Regions from separate parts of the Mus musculus genome. Here region 1 is linked to region 2. The links are chromatin contacts, called in public promoter capture Hi-C maps. All regions are on one chromosome and are shown on one strand. The core of a region is the stretch at or near the end of the contact, and the rest is flanking DNA. Distances in the headings are between cores, read along the strand shown. Region 1 overlaps Ppp3ca (protein phosphatase 3, catalytic subunit, alpha isoform). Region 2 holds the start of Cisd2 (CDGSH iron sulfur domain 2).

What was found. Promoter capture Hi-C pulls out the DNA fragments that hold promoters and counts their contacts.
Region 1: a promoter capture Hi-C map of liver shows a contact between it and region 2, with 2.4 times the contacts expected there. The contact joins the enhancer-like site here to the promoter of Cisd2 in region 2. A contact is called at or near these places in 4 of 39 promoter capture datasets (the C10 cell line, liver, neutrophils and 1 more), 1 of 115 datasets of contacts at active chromatin or transcription factors (astrocytes) and 1 of 9 other capture datasets (adipose tissue).

Annotation. Positions count from the first base shown.
Region 1 is chr3:136,706,558-136,709,824 of GRCm38.p6, reverse strand. The region is part of intron 1 of Ppp3ca (protein phosphatase 3, catalytic subunit, alpha isoform); the gene reads right to left. Among named protein-coding and RNA genes, the nearest start is that of Ppp3ca, 38 kb to the right of the region's middle. Within about 2 kb of position 1,359, at least 58 of the 459 cell types and tissues checked have an H3K27ac peak or open chromatin away from gene starts, as enhancers often do. A contact at or near this core is called in adipose tissue, liver and pre-B cells, where this site is marked.
Region 2 is chr3:135,421,361-135,424,861 of GRCm38.p6, reverse strand. Cisd2 (CDGSH iron sulfur domain 2) reads left to right here and starts at 1,429. Exons shown (of 3, transcript NM_025902.3): 1 at 1,429-1,603. The coding sequence starts at 1,501.

The sequences.
Region 1 (3,267 bases), core at 110-2,609, 1.3 Mb before region 2:
CCATATCACATATCACAATAAAGTTGTGAGCCACGAGACCAAGTGAAGACCATTTGAGACCCAAGTAACACAGCTAAAGGCAAGGCAACACCGTGGATGTCCTTCTAGAACGCCCCCACTCTTTAAAGAGCATTATTGTACACACCTTACATAGTGCTCTCTCTTTACGCCGAGTTGGATTTTTAAAAGCAGTGTTAATATTTTAAAGTCATATGTGAAACCAAAGGCAATTATCAATCATCAAATTAAAATAAAACAATGTAAATTAATAAACATTTGCTGAGCTCAAGGTCCATTTAATTTAGTTTGGGCAATATCTTCTCTTTCAGCTCCAAAGATGCACAACTGTAAGGCTTTTCTTCGAAAGAGAAATTTCACTGGTAAATGGTAAATGCTCCCCAGACCTAGGAATCAAACGCTGTTGCCTGCCTCAGAGTAAGGAAATGTTAAGTCAAGTCTATAAATGCTTGAGTCTAAACCAAGGACATTAATTTACTCAGTTGTTTGTGCCAGAAACATTTCCTGAGACCTTGCCGAGATAAGGTAGCAGCTCTGTCATTAACTAACTGTGCAGCCACTGTCACTGAGTGACAGGTCAGTCACTCAGTTTGATCCTCTTTAAATGTCGACGTATCCTCATCTTGAGGGTACTGACTGGCATCAACACTCTAAGAAAATCAAGCTGCAGTGGTAAGTCATCATAAGGATTTTAGTATCAGATAAATCAGAAGAAATGAGGGTCAGCTTTCTAATTAGCATAAATCAGCTGTATAGCAAGAGCTACAGCTGTCAAAGCTATCATCCACATGCCCAAGAAAACACCCATTGCTTGATTTTCTGGATCTTGGTCAGTTACGTTAATTACAGTGATTATTTCAAGCTCCATCCATTCACATTTCAAAAATATTTTTTAGAAACTTATTTATGGTGTGTGTGTGTGTGTGTGTGTGTGCGTACCCCATAGTATGCACTCATGTTAAAAAGAGAGGCCAAATTTCTGGAGGTGGTCTTCCCCTTCAACCATGTGGATCAAAGGGCTGCCAAGCTTTGTCCCAACTGCCTTTATCTAATGAGCCACTTCACCAGCCCTGTTTGCTGGTTTGCCTAGCACTATGCTGTCTTCTGTAAGTAGAAGTATCTTCTTGTGACTAAACGTGTGCAGCTCACTTGAAGGGTTTGCAGACACCTTCACTGGGATATTGTAATAATCCTTTCCTAGATTTTACTCCTTAGACTGTCTTTGATTTTACTTACACGGCTAATTACATTTAAGACTGCCCACTGAATGATTTGATGGCTCTCCTGTTATTGCAGTGTTTGGTCACTTGAGGAGACTTCCCAGTGTACTGGGCCTTGCTTCCCCAACTCTGCCTCTTTCTGTGCAGACCAGGGCCTTGGTTTGCAGATGTTAACTCCTAGTACAAGGTCAACACTCCACTTTAGTTTCAGTTTCATTTCCACTAATGAAGACTTTTTTTTTCTTATTTATGGCTTTTAAAATTAATGCAATAAAAATCTGAAAGGAAAACATTGCCTTAAGTACAGGTTTGCTCATCTAAATTCTTCATGCTATGACTTGAAACATTTAAAAGTGAAATGTGTCCACATATCTAGCAGGCTTTAACTAAAAACTTTCAACTAACTTAGTTATTCAACAGGTTCTACAATCTGCATTCAATTACTTAATTTTACTAGCACAAGAAAGAATATAAAAGCACAGTTTCTATCGCGACCTTACATTTTGTAACTAGGGAAACAAATTTTAAAATGCCTAATAAATGTTCCTTAGTTTTATATGCCACAATTTATATAAGGCTGCCTAACTTTTAAACAAACCAGTTAGTCTGACCCAATTTAAAGAAAAACATTGAGGCTATTGACAGTTAACTGAAATGTCAAGCCACTTAAGAAGAAAGCTATTAGTAAAACAAGGGTGAGCTTATTAGCACTTGTGAAAAGCACAATAAATAAACAATGGGGCCCATTCAGAGACCTGAACAGAGACAACAGAAACCAGTTCCCTCCTGGGCAACAGTCTGTTTATTTTATTTGCTTATCAGATATCAGAGCAAATGATCCCATAGGCTTCGACTGGCTTAAAACCATCTCCAGGCTTCCAGGAAGGGACTCTGTGGGTTTCCAACAGGGGGGCTGCTCACAGGATCAGGACAGAACCCTAAAGTATCTGAGGCTATTCAAGGCATCCTTCACTTACCTGCATCTCTAACACGTCCAGTGGTGGTTTTAAGAACAGAGCAGGAAGTAAGGTGCCTTTCCAACAGAACTCTAGAAGCACTAGACAGAAGGTAGTGATATTTTGGAAAAATAGAGCAACTTTGTTTCTCACCTTGGGGAAAGGTATGAAAAGAAAAAAACTGGGCACTCAGTCATAACTGAAGTGTTCTAGAAAACCAACAAGCAACCAAGGCATGCACTGTAAAATGTTCTTTTAATGATGTCATCTAGGGTTAGGCTAACTGATGAAAGTCTCTGTTTCTTTTATAGTATAAACATGCAGAGAAAATTATAAATTCCCCTTTTTCATATAGAAAGAAAAGGTAATGATACTGTTTGAAGAAGATAAAAGACGTGAAATATCATAACTTCCTAGTCAGAGGCTGTTTAGGATTGAACACATTGGCTACAATCCTCTTACTTTAAAAGGGAAGAGCAGCAGGTATTCAAGGGAGGAAGGGCTAATATATCAATAATAAAGGTCTTAACACGGTGTTTCCAGCATCTAACAATAAACTGGGTTTTAATGGTGTATGGATGGTACAACATCAAATGCGTTCCCCCTTGGGGTTTTCTAGGTGCTTTTCATGGCTCTCAAGCGTGACCCCTTCTTCAAAAGATGACGAGATATTGTCCTTCGGTACCTTCAGGTTTCATTGCTGATTAAGTCAAATCATTTCAAAGCTTTACAGGACGCCCTGAGGAGGAGACATGCTGGAATGGCACATTTAATTCCTGAATGTTTGTGTAACCAGACATCCACTAGGGCAGTGGTTCTAAACCGTTCTAATGCTGTGACCCTTTAATATAGTTCCTCCATGTTGTGGTGACCTCCAATCATAAAACCATTTCGTTGCTACTTGTGCCTGTAATTTTGCTACTTTTATAAATAGTGGTGTAAATATCTGATATGCAGGATATCTGATATGTGACTCCCCAGTCCCCGCCCCCAAGAGGTTGCAACCCACAAGTCCGAGAACTGCTGGGCTAGAGGAAAAGGTTTTAACTTTGCCCTGTCAAAATGACCCAAGG
Region 2 (3,501 bases), core at 180-2,679:
ATAGTAATTTTAAAAAAACTTTTCATCACCTGCTACTTTTCTTTTTAGTGTTTTAGTGAAAAAAATGATCAGAGTTAAATTTAAACAGTTCAAAGAACAGTTTACTTTTCTTTTTTTTTTTTTAGATTTTTTTTTTAAATTAGGTATTTTCCTCGTTTACATTTTCAATGCTATCCCAAAGGTCCCCCATACCCACCCCCCCCCAACAGTTTACTTTTCAAACTTAAAATACCAACAAAAAAATAAAGCTGATTACAGCTCGATGTTACGTGGGCATACCAAATGCTGAATGTTACAGAACACTGATGTCAAGTTTCCAGGATACTTTTACCAGGTACTTGCTCTGGCCTTCCCTTAGCTCTAGTACTTGTGGTCTGTTTAAAGAATTTAAACGAGACACAGGATAGTGAAGACAAGAGTTTATTAAATGATAAAGTAGGGTACTCACAAAGGGGAGAAGAGACCAAAGGGAACACTATAGAGGTGAACAATTTCATGAGGTGACAGTGGATAACAGCTAAACTATGGTGTTGTGACATGTTTTTTAAGTAGGCTTTGTACTATTTAAGTCTCTTGAATAGACAATTTTCCGATTTCCTTGATAGGCCCATTTGGATGAACTCATAAAGGAGGGAGAACAGTGGTTACACCTTTATTCTTCCCAGAAAGCTCTCCTTTTCAGCACCAGATAGCAAACTTAAGATCTTTGGCTCAGTTTAGAATGTCATGTTTTCACCAAGGCCAGAGATTTTTTTTTTTTTTTGACCAGTAATCAGAGTTGCAGTTTCAGTTCCGAGGATTGTAAGCTGCAGACTGAACTTGGGGTCGGTCCATCCTCAGTGACCTTCAAGCCTGCTCATCTGACTAGCTTGCTATTCAACAGTAGGCTCCTGGGTCAAAAGCCCTTAACTCCACAGCGAATGCATTACCCTGGCTATTCTAACCTCAGCCAAGATAGGTAAGTAAAACCACTCCAATACCTTTACATTTTACAAGACGTAAGCCCCGTGTCACAGAAACTCCACAAGACAAGCGTGGTTATCCCAGCATTTGGAAGATGAAGATACTCATAGTTATCAGCCTCCTGAATGTCAGTTCAGGCTGGGTTACATGACTGTCTAAAAAAGGGGGTGGGGGGCAAACACATTTCCCCCCTTTAAAAAGAAAAGCCTTTGACTGCTTGGGCAGAACTGACTAAAGTTGCGGAGGAAAAAACAATCAGTGGGTAACTTTGGGTTTCTTTCAAAACCCGGCCACCCGCTTCCGCAGACGTCAAGGGTCGAAAGCGGACGCCCACCCCCGCAGCCGAGCCGAGGACAGGCCGGGCTCCGTACGCTGGGCGCTGCGTTGCGCTCGGCTCCGCTCCGCAGCGCGCACGTCACTCGCCGCGCGCCAATCGCGGCCCGGCGGGCCACCTCCCGCCCGAGCCCGCGAGCCCGCCGGCCGCTTCCGCTCTCACGCAAGCGCAGCAGCCGGGCAGCGGACGCCGCCGGCGGCAGGATGGTCCTGGACAGCGTGGCCCGCATCGTGAAGGTGCAGCTGCCCGCCTACCTCAAGCAGCTCCCGGTCCCCGACAGCATCACCGGGTTCGCCCGCCTCACAGGTAACCCTCCCGCCGCCGTCCCATCCTCGCGCGCCGCCCCCGTGGGGGCAGCGGTGGAGAGCGCGGCGCGGCGCGGGGCGGGCCGGGGCGGGGCGTCAGGCCTTGGCACGTGACCCGCGGCCGGCGTGCGCCTGCGCGGCGCGAGGCGGCCCCGGGAAGGGTTCCTTTCCCGGGCGACCGACCCAACGGGTTAATGCCGGGGAGTAGGTGCTGAGGTAGGAGCGACGCGGCTCGTTCCTGAACTCACTGTCGCATGCATCTTGTAAAGCACTTTCCAAGTCCTCGCTGTGTGAGGCGCCCAGCGCGTGGGGAAGAAGTACTGCCTCCACGCCATGCCCGTGTATGATGCCTGTATTAACGAAATCACCAGTGACCTCCCTTCCCGACAGCACTTGGAGGCTTGAAGTCACCTATCATGGAGGCATTTGAGGTCACCTCCATAACTACAGTTCCTGGAGCAAGTTGAGGTGCAGAAAAAGTAGCCGGATGTATTCCTAGGCTCTATGATTTTGGAGCATTGAATCTATTGTGAATTAAGGTTCTGCCTGTATGAAAAGGTTCCCGCAGCTCAGTAATAAATATCTTGACTATATGCAGAATGCAGTCAGTACTTGATAGATTGTGTTGGGTTTGGAGCATGATGGTGTAGGTTAAATTTTTCTAAACCGTGTCCGCAGACTGTATGAGATGGTGACAAAATCAGCAGTGCCTGAGGTCCCTAATATCAGCGAATGCAAACATGAATTTAGATAACTCGGAGGTGAGTAGTCTAGAGACATTTGACTTGAAATACAATAATTGGGAGACTTGGAAGAAAAAGTAATTCCGTGTACCAGAAGATGGAGTTCATACCAAATTGTTGAGGAGTATTTGGAGATGGGTGTCAGCCCCATTCCAAGGAAATTATTTTGTTTGCAGTTTGGCTTTTCCTGAGTGAGTTCCTCAAACAGATGTGCATTTGATACTCGCCCCTCCCAGGGATAAAAAGTAAAAACAAAAGAGACTCATGTGTTTATATGGATACACCTATACCATACAGACTTTAACAGAGAGATTTTTTTTTTAATTGTCACTGACAACTGCTCTGTTAACAAGTAGGTTTTAAGCTTTTAACGTGTTTAAACATTAGATCCAGTAGAGTGTATGAAAGAGATTAGAAAGCACTGTAGCTGACGAATCCACACCAAGGAAACATGCAGACACTTGAAGTAACATAAAAGTAACAAGAACAAAAAATTCCAAATCTTCTGTTCTCTATAAATATCAAAATTTCTTGGTCCTGTGCCCTTATTTTTAAAAACTGTAGCAAGTACATGACTTGACTTCCCTCCCCTGCCATTTCTTTACCTCGGCACTGTTTCGTGTAACCCTCCTGCAGGTATTCTGACAGTACTGATCTTGTCCTCTGCCTTCCTGCCCCTTTATAGCTTGAAATTTAGAGTTCTATATTTCAAATAAGTGCGTTGTAGTAGTTTAATGTTAGTATACATAAACCAATTGTTTTTTCTCTTCTGAATGGTATAGTCTTGAATGTAATTCACTAAAACTGGGAATTCAAAGCCAAAGAGGCATAGTCATTTTGTGGCATTGTTCTGCTTTGCCAATTTGTCTTAATAATACACATTAATTAGGAGTTTAATCCGTTTTTTTCTCACCCTACTGAAGGGCATCTTGCATGTGTTGGTTATGACTGTGGCTGCATTTATGTTAGTTTCAGGTTTTTGTGGATGAAATGTTGTTGAAGCAGGTTATGACTCTTTGTTTAGTGGCTAGAAAGCCTTATAAGCCTTATAAGCTTATGTCCTTACAGGTCTATTCATTCTGTCAGTAAATAATTCTTATTAAAGCCACTCAGGAAATTCAGCCATACCTTGCCCCTCCTAAACCAACAGTGTGCA